2 separate regions of the Sus scrofa genome follow, and region 1 is linked to region 2. A link is a contact called in public Hi-C data. All regions are on one chromosome and are shown on one strand. The core of a region is the stretch at or near the end of the contact, and the rest is flanking DNA. Distances in the headings are between cores, read along the strand shown.

Evidence for each region. Hi-C and Micro-C count contacts between places; a contact is called where the count stands out from the background.
Region 1: a contact with region 2 is called in a Hi-C map of blood, with 3 times the contacts expected there. The contact joins two enhancer-like sites. A contact is called at or near these places in 14 of 47 Hi-C or Micro-C datasets (alveolar macrophages, blood, embryonic fibroblasts and 6 more).

Annotation. Positions count from the first base shown.
Region 1 is chr8:11,105,535-11,109,892 of Sscrofa11.1, reverse strand. All of the region lies in intron 1 of CD38 (CD38 molecule), which reads right to left. Among named protein-coding and RNA genes, the nearest start is that of CD38, 24 kb to the right of the region's middle. Within about 2 kb of position 1,687, at least 18 of the 83 cell types and tissues checked have an H3K27ac peak or open chromatin away from gene starts, as enhancers often do.
Region 2 is chr8:11,047,534-11,051,946 of Sscrofa11.1, reverse strand. No RefSeq gene overlaps it. Among named protein-coding and RNA genes, the nearest start is that of CD38, 34 kb to the left of the region's middle. Within about 2 kb of position 2,181, at least 9 of the 83 cell types and tissues checked have an H3K27ac peak or open chromatin away from gene starts, as enhancers often do.

The DNA of each region.
Region 1 (4,358 bases), core at 438-2,937, 58 kb before region 2:
AGTGGAGTTGGTGCTTGGAGCAGCGGGGCAGGGGGAATTAACAGCAACCCACAGTCTGAATGGGACACTGAAGAACCGAGAGGCATGTAGAAAGAAGCCCGCTGCATCAGCGATGATGCCTGACCTGCTAAGGAGCAGCTTCTGAAAGACGTGATGTCCTTATTCGTTTGTTTATGTATTTTTCCCTTTTTTAGGGCTGAACCTGCAGCATATGGACGTTCCCAGGCTAGGGGTCAAACCACAGCTGCAGCTGCCAGGCTACGCCACCGCCACCGCCACAGCCACACCAAATCCAAGCCGCATCTGCGACATACACCCTACTCATCACAACGCTGGATCTTTAAACCACTGGGCGAGGCCAAGGATCGAACCTGCATCCCCATGGATACTGGTCAGGTTCTTAACCCACGGAGCCACGACAGGAACTCCTGAAAGATGTGATTTATTAATAAGCAAGTTTCCTTTCTTCCGTATTGAGCTGGACTCTCGATCTGATATAGCAGTTTTGTCTTTACCTCTTGAATCGGTGACCTGGAGGCTCGGTGCATGCGGGCTGGGCACAAATGTCAGGATTCAAGGTCACTGGGACGTCATCCCCTTTCCCACCACTCTGCTCCTTCCAAGAGACCCCTCACCTGCCCCCATGCATCACTCCTGCTCATGCACTTCTCGTTCCTTCTCCCTCCCTCCGACCGCAGATGGACTGTCTCCAGGGCCCAGAGGCAGGGGGTCAGACGAGGGTCATGCTTGAAGGAGGAAGGCGAGGGTAAGAACCCCATGGAGCACTCACCATGTGCCAGGCACCGTGCTAGGTGCTTACCTTGTCCCGCATCCAATTTAACTCTCCCACCAGCCCCATGGGGGAGGGGCGGCACTACCAGCCCCCTGCTTTAGAGCTAGAGGCTCAGAGCTCAGGAACTTGCCCCCAAACCCATTGCTGTGGTTGCGATCTTTGCTGTGGCTGTGGTGTAGGCCGGCAGCTAAAGCTCCGATTCGACCCCTAGCCTGGGAACCTCCATCTGCCCCAGGAATGACCCTAAAAAGACAAAAAAAACCCACGAAAAATAAAAAAAAGAACTTGCCCCTAAACCAATCTGCGAGCGGCACAGCTGCTACATCCAAACTCTGCCCTTTCTGCTAAACGATACTGCCTCCCACAGGAAATTGATCACAGCCCTGTCCATCCCCAGAAGGAAGTGGGTCCCAACAGAAATGAGGACCCCAGAGGGTCTGTATTTCCCTATAGGTCACAGGAAATTTTGAAGACCAGCATAGGGATAGTAAGTGGATGGAGTAAAATGGGATGGGGCAGAAAGGGTTAAAGCTGTACGCTAAAGTGAAAATTAAAAAAAACAGATAATATTTGGTGGTTAAATCCAGGTTGTATGTTGTCAGCCTACTTGAGGCGCCACAACTCTGTCCTGTCACCTTTCTCTAAACCTACATCCTTCCCACGTGTGAGTTACACTGCAAAAGTCCCCAGCAATAAAGCAACGTCACTTTCATAATGTGTTGCTCCCCCAGGAAAGCACTCACATCCCAAGTCTTCTTCCCTAAAAGCAGTTGAATCCCGAGGGGTAATTACACTCAGTCTGCGGAATTTTCCTGCCGTAGAGTCCTGCCGGGCAGCTTGTTTTGGACCGAAGAAAACACGCAGCTTAACTCAACTGTGAATGCTCACATTTGAGGCTACGGGGAGCCCGCAGTGAAGGTGAAGACTGCCACCTAGTGGCGGAAAGGGGGATTTGCACTGAGGCGATCAGGATTTTATAAGTAAGGTCTTAAATCAGACTCTTCAGGCGGAAGGAAAGCTTAGAAATCATCAATCTGGCAAATATTATTGAGCACCTACTATGTTCCACGTATATGTATGAGCATGTAAGATATACCAGTGGACAAAATAGACAAGAATCTCTGTGCTGTAGGAGTTTATATTCTACCAGAGCAAGACTGACAGTAAACAATAAACATCATGGGAGTTCCCATTGCAGCGCAGGGAAACCAAGTCCGATTAGTATCCATGAGGATGCAGGTTTGATCCCTGGCCTTGCTCAGTGGGTCAGGGATCCAGCGTTGCCCTGAGCTGTGACATAGGTCGCAGACATGGCTGGATCCCACGTTGCTGGGGCTATGGTGTAGGCTGGCAGCTGCAGCTCCAATTCAACTCCTAGCCTGGGAACTTCCATATGCCACAGTGAAGCCCTAAAAACAAACAAACAACAGCATAATAAATAGGTAAGTTATAGAGTATTCTAGAAATTTATAAATTCTATGGAAAAAGGGAAAAACAGGTAGGCTAAAGGAGCCAGAGGTTATGGGCTAGGAGGTGGCTGTGCTCGGCGTTGAGCAGAGATGACAGTAGATGACATCTGAGCAAAGCATTGAAGGAAACAAGGAACTCAGCCATAAAGATCCCAGGGAACAGAATTCTGGGCAGGAGGAACAGCCTTCGCAGTGGCCCTAGTGCCTGACATGTTCAAGAAGCAGTAGAGAAGCCAGTATGCCTGGACCAGAGTGAGCGAGGTGGACAGTGGACAGAAGAGAGATCAGAAAGGTAATGCTGATTGCCTGGACAGAGCTTCATAAGCTTCCACTGAGGGGGAATGGAGGAGCCACAGGGGATGCTGAGCAGAGGAGGCACACGACACTACTTAAGTTCCAAAGGATTTCTGCGACTTTGTCGAATATGGTCTGAAAGAGGGGAAAAGGCAGAGGAAGGTAGACCAGTAACCCAGACCAGTGCCCTCGTGATTAGGACCAGGGCAGTAGCAGTGGAGACAGCGAGAAGTGATAGATTCTGGTTTCATTGTCAATTTCCTAACTGGTAGGATTGTGGTGTTAGAGAAACCAAGAGTTAGTTAGTGATAATTCCAAGGTTTGAAGCTGGAGACCCTGGAGGGATAGAGCTGCCATGAACTGGGATGGAGAAGGCTTTGGGTTGAGGTGTATTGATCAGGAGATCAGTTTGGGGCACCCTGAGTTTTAAATGTCCGTCGGACACGCAAGTGAAGCTGTGAAACGAACGGGTAAGTATGTGAGTCCAGAGGACTCATGAGACTACATGAGATCAGCATTTGAAAGACAAAGCAGGAATTCCCGTCGTGGTGCTGTGGTTAGGGAACCACGAGGTTGCGGGTTCGATCCCTGGCCTTGCTCAGTGGGTTAAGGATCCGGTGTTGTCGTGAGCTGTGCTCAAATCCCGTGTTGCTGTGGCTCTGGTGTAGGCCGGCGGTTTACAGCTTCTATTAGACCCCTAGCCTGGGAACCTCCATGTGCCACAGGAGCAGCCCTAAAAAAAGGCAAAAAGACACACACACACACACACAGAAAGAAAGAAAGAAAGACAAAGGAAAGACAACCAAGGATTGAACCTCCAACATAAGAGGCTGGAAGAAGAAGCCAACCAGACTGGAATGCAGGACAGAAAGCAGAAGAATGGGTCATCCTGGAAGCCATGCCGAGAAAGTCTATTAAGCAGGAGGATGTGGCCAACTGTGTCAGATGCTCTTGATTGACCAACAAATAGGAAGACTGAGAACTAAGCATCTGAATTACCCCCAAGGAAGTCAGGTCAAGAACTATTTTAACTTCCAAACGTTAAAAGGGAGGGAGCCGTGTTTGCCTATGTTTCTGTTACTGATTTCTCGTGACTTTGGTCTTTATACCAGATAACGTATTTCGTGAATTTATCTGGAGGAAACGTTGGGGAATGACTACTGCCTCTATTTAAATATTTCTAAGTGTACCATTAAGAAAGTAATATCCCTAAATTTATCCTTCCATATTCTCGCCTTTCATCCCACTTCAAGACTAAGTATGTCTTCTCCCAGAATATTAAGCAAGCCTGTTTCTTACTAATTATCTGTAGGAATTGGAAGTTTCCTGCAACCATAATGTAAACTAGATGAGCAAATAAATTGAATGTTGAGGAGTTCCCATTGCGGCTCAGCAGACGCGAACCTGAATAGTATCTTTGAGGATGTGAGTTCGACCCCTGGCCACACTCAGAGGGTCAAGGATCCAGTGTTGCCATGAGCTGTGGTGTAGGTCGCAGACATGGCTCAGATCTGGCGTTGCTGTGGCTGTGGCGTAGGCTGGCAGCTACAGCTCCGATTGGACCCCTAGCCTGAGAACCTCTCTATGCTGCAGGTGCAGCCCTAAAAAGACAGAAAAAAAAAATAAAGAAAAAAGGCATTCTGTGACAGTCACTTGCAATTCCTTAGATCAGACTCTTGTACTCATTAAGACCTATTTATCATTGTTCTAATATCCAAATGCTATAGATATAAACTTGAAAATATATTAATAATATATTTAAAAAAGATTATCTGTTTTATATTTCCATTCTTTTGTTCAAT
Region 2 (4,413 bases), core at 932-3,431:
TTTTCACTTCAGCACGTGTCTGCCTCCACGCCACACCTTGCTGATGAAATGCTCGTTGTTGTGTGGTTTTGCTGGGGTTGCCGTAACAAACCATGAATTGGGGAGGAACCCAATTTAGTCCGTAACATTTATGGCCAAGGGGAAGTTCAGACATGCAACCCATCAGCCGGCCGAGATGTGATCCCGCCCGCTCCATGTCTTTGAGCATCATCAGAAGAGGGTCACCATGTTGTTTTATCAAAGTCTGGTGCTTCCCAATATTTGTTTGTTTGTTTTTTTGGTCTTTTGTCTTTTTAGGGCCGCTCCTGTGGCATATGGAGGTTCCCAGGCTAGGGGTCCAACCGGAGCTGTAGCCGCTGGCCTACACTGGAGCCACAGCAACTCGGTATCTGAACTGCATCTGTGTCCTACACCACAGCTCACGGCAACACTGGATCCTTAACCCACTGACAAGGCCCGGGATCAAAGCCGTGTCCTCATGGATACTAGTCAGATTCGTTGACCACTGAGCCACGACAGGATCTCCCCCAATATATTTGTTGAATCAACCAATATTCAGAATGTTTTAAAGATTTTTTTTTCTCATTCTTTTTCTCCTTTTTTATTTACCAGCATCATTCCAGGTCCTTCCTTTTAACTTCTCATTCTCTGATCTATTTTTTTGTCCTCCACTGCGTTAGCGTGTCCACCACACAGATGTCTCTAGCATCTGAGCAAGGAAGGACATTATGCTTTTTCTCAAAGGTCTGAAATTCCTCTTCAAATGGCGCTTCTATTTTGTCTTGTTTTTTCTGAAAATTTGGGGATCGGGGGGGAGGAAGACTGGCATGAATCAGACTCAACCGGGGCCCCTGAAGATGCTAGCTTCCTTTGAAGTATCAAAAGCGTGTGTGCCTTCAGACTTGCCGAGTGTCTGTGTCTTGCAAAAATTAATAAAGGGAAACTCCACTCAAATGGAGTCCGGATGCCTGAAGTGGGACTTCTCACACAGGTACCCCTGTAGGTCCATAGAGATGCCAACAGGAAGAGGTGAACCGCACATCTCCCACAGGAAATGACACTGCTTTACTACCTCCAGCAGGAGGAAGAAAAATTTTCTCCTTGCCTGGCAACACTTCAGCCAATGAAAGACAATCCCCACTCAGCCAATGGAAAGCTGCTATACTTCGAACTCCCAGTTTCCTCCAATGGACATTCTGTTTATCACAGTCCCTCCCAATTGCCCCTTCTCCTCTAAAAAAGAGTTTCCACTCCTTTGTTTTACCCAACTTGTGTGTTGTTGCCATTGTTGCATGTCCCGAATTCCAATTCTGTGCTGCTCCTAAATAAACCCATTTTGCTGGGAAAATAACGAGGTGTTTTACTGGGTTAAGTCAACTGTCTTCACCGTCACGGTTCTCCCATTCCCTCCTCAGGTTCCAAAACGCCCTGGCTATCAAGTGTGCTGTGCTAGGGGGCAAATGACCAAATTTTAGGGTGGTTATCGTGGAGACTGAGAACAGAACAGGAAAGACTGGAACTCAATTCCTCCAGGTGCTGGTCCGGTTCCCTCTCTTGTGCTCTGGGGCCTCTCATGAGCATTCCCCTTGGGGTCAAATTCCTATCACTCATTCACTCACTCAGTGCATATGCATAAGGTACCCACTGAGTGCCAGGCATGGTGCTGGCGCTGGATATGTCAGTTCATGAAGAAGTAGAGTTGGTGTGTCGCTGCTTTTGCTAAGGCTTTCTGCCACCCTGCCCAGACAGGAGGAACTCTCAGAGATGCTGCAGTTGTGTGATCTTACCCATGTAACAAAAGCTCTCTACGTCTATGACTTCTCTGCAGAACAGGATGTAGTAGAACTGACCTGATGGGGTGGGTGAGGCTGGAAAAGGAAGTCTGTGAAAGTACTGGGCACAGTGCCTGCTGCACAGTAATCTCTGGACCTGCACTAGAAAGTACTATACTGGTGTCTAGATAATTATCAAACACCTCCAGCAGTAATAACAATACTAGCAACTAGCACTTACTCACCACATACCAGGCATTGTTCTGGTTCTTTATGTACATGGATTTACTTATTCTGCGTACTTGTAATCCCTACTTACAACAAAGCAGTGCAACTCAGAAACCTGTGTGATCTGCCCAGGGCCCTGCAGCAAGGGATAGAGGCAGAAGGGGCCGGATGTCTGTCAACTGAAGGAAATGCACACCCTAAAAGTTGAGAGTTCTGTTTTATCTAGAGGACTTCCTGGGGATGTAAGCCAGGACACAGCCTCTCGGGTGGCTCTGAGGGACTAACCTGAAGAGGTGACGGAGGAGCCAGGATCTGTAGGAGTTTCTGCAAAAAAGACCAAAGAGTTGGAACATCCAAAGATGACTATTAATTAAAGGAAACTAGACATCTCAAATTAGGGAATTTAGCGCTTTTCTATGTATGCGTAGATGCAAGAGCCTAGACTCACTGAAATCTTTCCCATGATAAGCACCTCAGCTCTCTGGGGCCAGCATCCTGTGCTTTCTCATTCTGACCCACCCCAAGGTGCATCTTTGAGGCAGGTGTGGGTGTGTGTGTGTGTGTGTGTTGCAGTGGCTGACTGCTAGATGGTGGACATCCTTTGTCCATCTTCTGTTCCTTCAGGGATCACTTTTGGTGGCAGTAATGTGATGGCTTGATGGCTGCAATGTCCTTTGTTAACTGATGCGGCAGAAATGTCATTCATTCACATCTAACAGAATCTGCTGTTAGCCACAATGTTGGGCTGCAACCCCACTTGGTTTCTGTCGTGCGAGGTCTGTGCACGCGGATCAGAAGAAGAATTTCTGGACTCGCATTGGGGTGAAAAGCAAGAAGAATTTATTGGTAATAGAAATGCTGCTGGCGGGAGTTCCCGTCGTGGCACAGTGGTTAACGAATCCTACTAGGAACCATGAGGTTGCGGGTTCGGTCCCTGCCCTTGCTCAGTGGGTTAAGGATCCGGCGTTGCCGTGAGCTGTGGTGCAGGTTGCAGACGCGGCTCGGATCCCGCGTTGCTGTGGCTCTGGTGTAGGCCGGTGGCTACAGCTCCGATTCAACCCCTAGCCTGGGAACCTCCATATGCCGCGGGAGCGGCCCAAGAAATAGCAACAACAACAATAACAACAACAAAAAGACAAAAGACAGAAAAAAAAAAAAAAAAAGAAATGCTGCTGGCACAGCAGGGTGACTTCCTAATAATCAGGGAGAGCTGATAGTGAGCATGTGATCATGTCTGGCTTTTTTTTTTTTTTTTTGTCTTTTTAGGGCTGCACTTGCAGCATATGGACGTTCCCAGGCTAGGGGTCAAATCAGAGCTGCAGCTGCCAGCCTTTGCCACTGGCACAGCAACGAAGAATCTGAGATACATCTGCAACCTACGCCATAGTTCACGGCAACGCTGAATCCTTAAGCCACTGAGCAAGGCCAGGGATTGAACCTGCATCCTCATGGATGCTAGTTGCGTTCATTACCACTGAGCCATGATGGGAATTCCTTCATGTCTGTTTTTATAACCCAGGGAGAGAAGAGGTCTCACAATACACCTGCTGACCTGATGATTGGTTGGGGAAAGAGGGGTCTTATGATACACTTACTGGTTCGTTGGGGTCATACAAGGCCCCTATAGGGGTGGTTGAGAAAGGGGCCACATGCCTTCCCTAGTAGGGGTGGGAAGGAGTAGGTCAAGTTGCTCAGGGTAGAAGAGGGGGCATTACCATGTTGCGGGATGATAAGGGTCTGGTAGTTCTTGTCTTGGCGGGAGGCTTTGACTTCAATCTCCATGAAGTGGCCTTGAAGCCCAAAGATTCATATTGTGATTTATAATGAGAGATATGTATTTGCTCTTCGTTCTTGTTCCTGGTACAGAGCCCCTAAGACCCTTGAAATTTCCTAAGTGAGATGAGCAGTAAACTTGTCTTCTGTTATGTTAATGAGTGATTTTTGGACCACCAGCTCCCCCCCCCCCCGTCCCGCCCCGTAAGAAAGGTGGCTGGTTGCCAGAGGAAATATCACTTGATTAGAGGATTGAAACTTTCAGCCCCCCTGACTTCTGGGGGTGGGGGAGGGGCTGGAGTTTGAGTTCATTGGTGAATGGCCAGTGATTTCATCACTCATGCTGTCCAGGTTGGTGAACCCTTGGAGGTGTGGGAGAAGTGATGCTTGCTTGGGAAGGTAAGGAGGCTTTGGGCCCCTTCTCCATACCTTGTCCTCCGGATCTCTTCTATCTGGCTTTTCCTAAGTTATATCCTGGGTATCAAGTGGGAATCTAGTGAGCAAATGGGTTTCCTGAGTTCTGTGAGCCACTTTAGCAAATTAATGGAACGCAGAGCTGAGGTTGTGGGAACCTCTGATCTATAGCTTGTCCACTTTAAAAAAATGCACAGCCTGCAACTTGAGAGTTAAAGTTTATTTG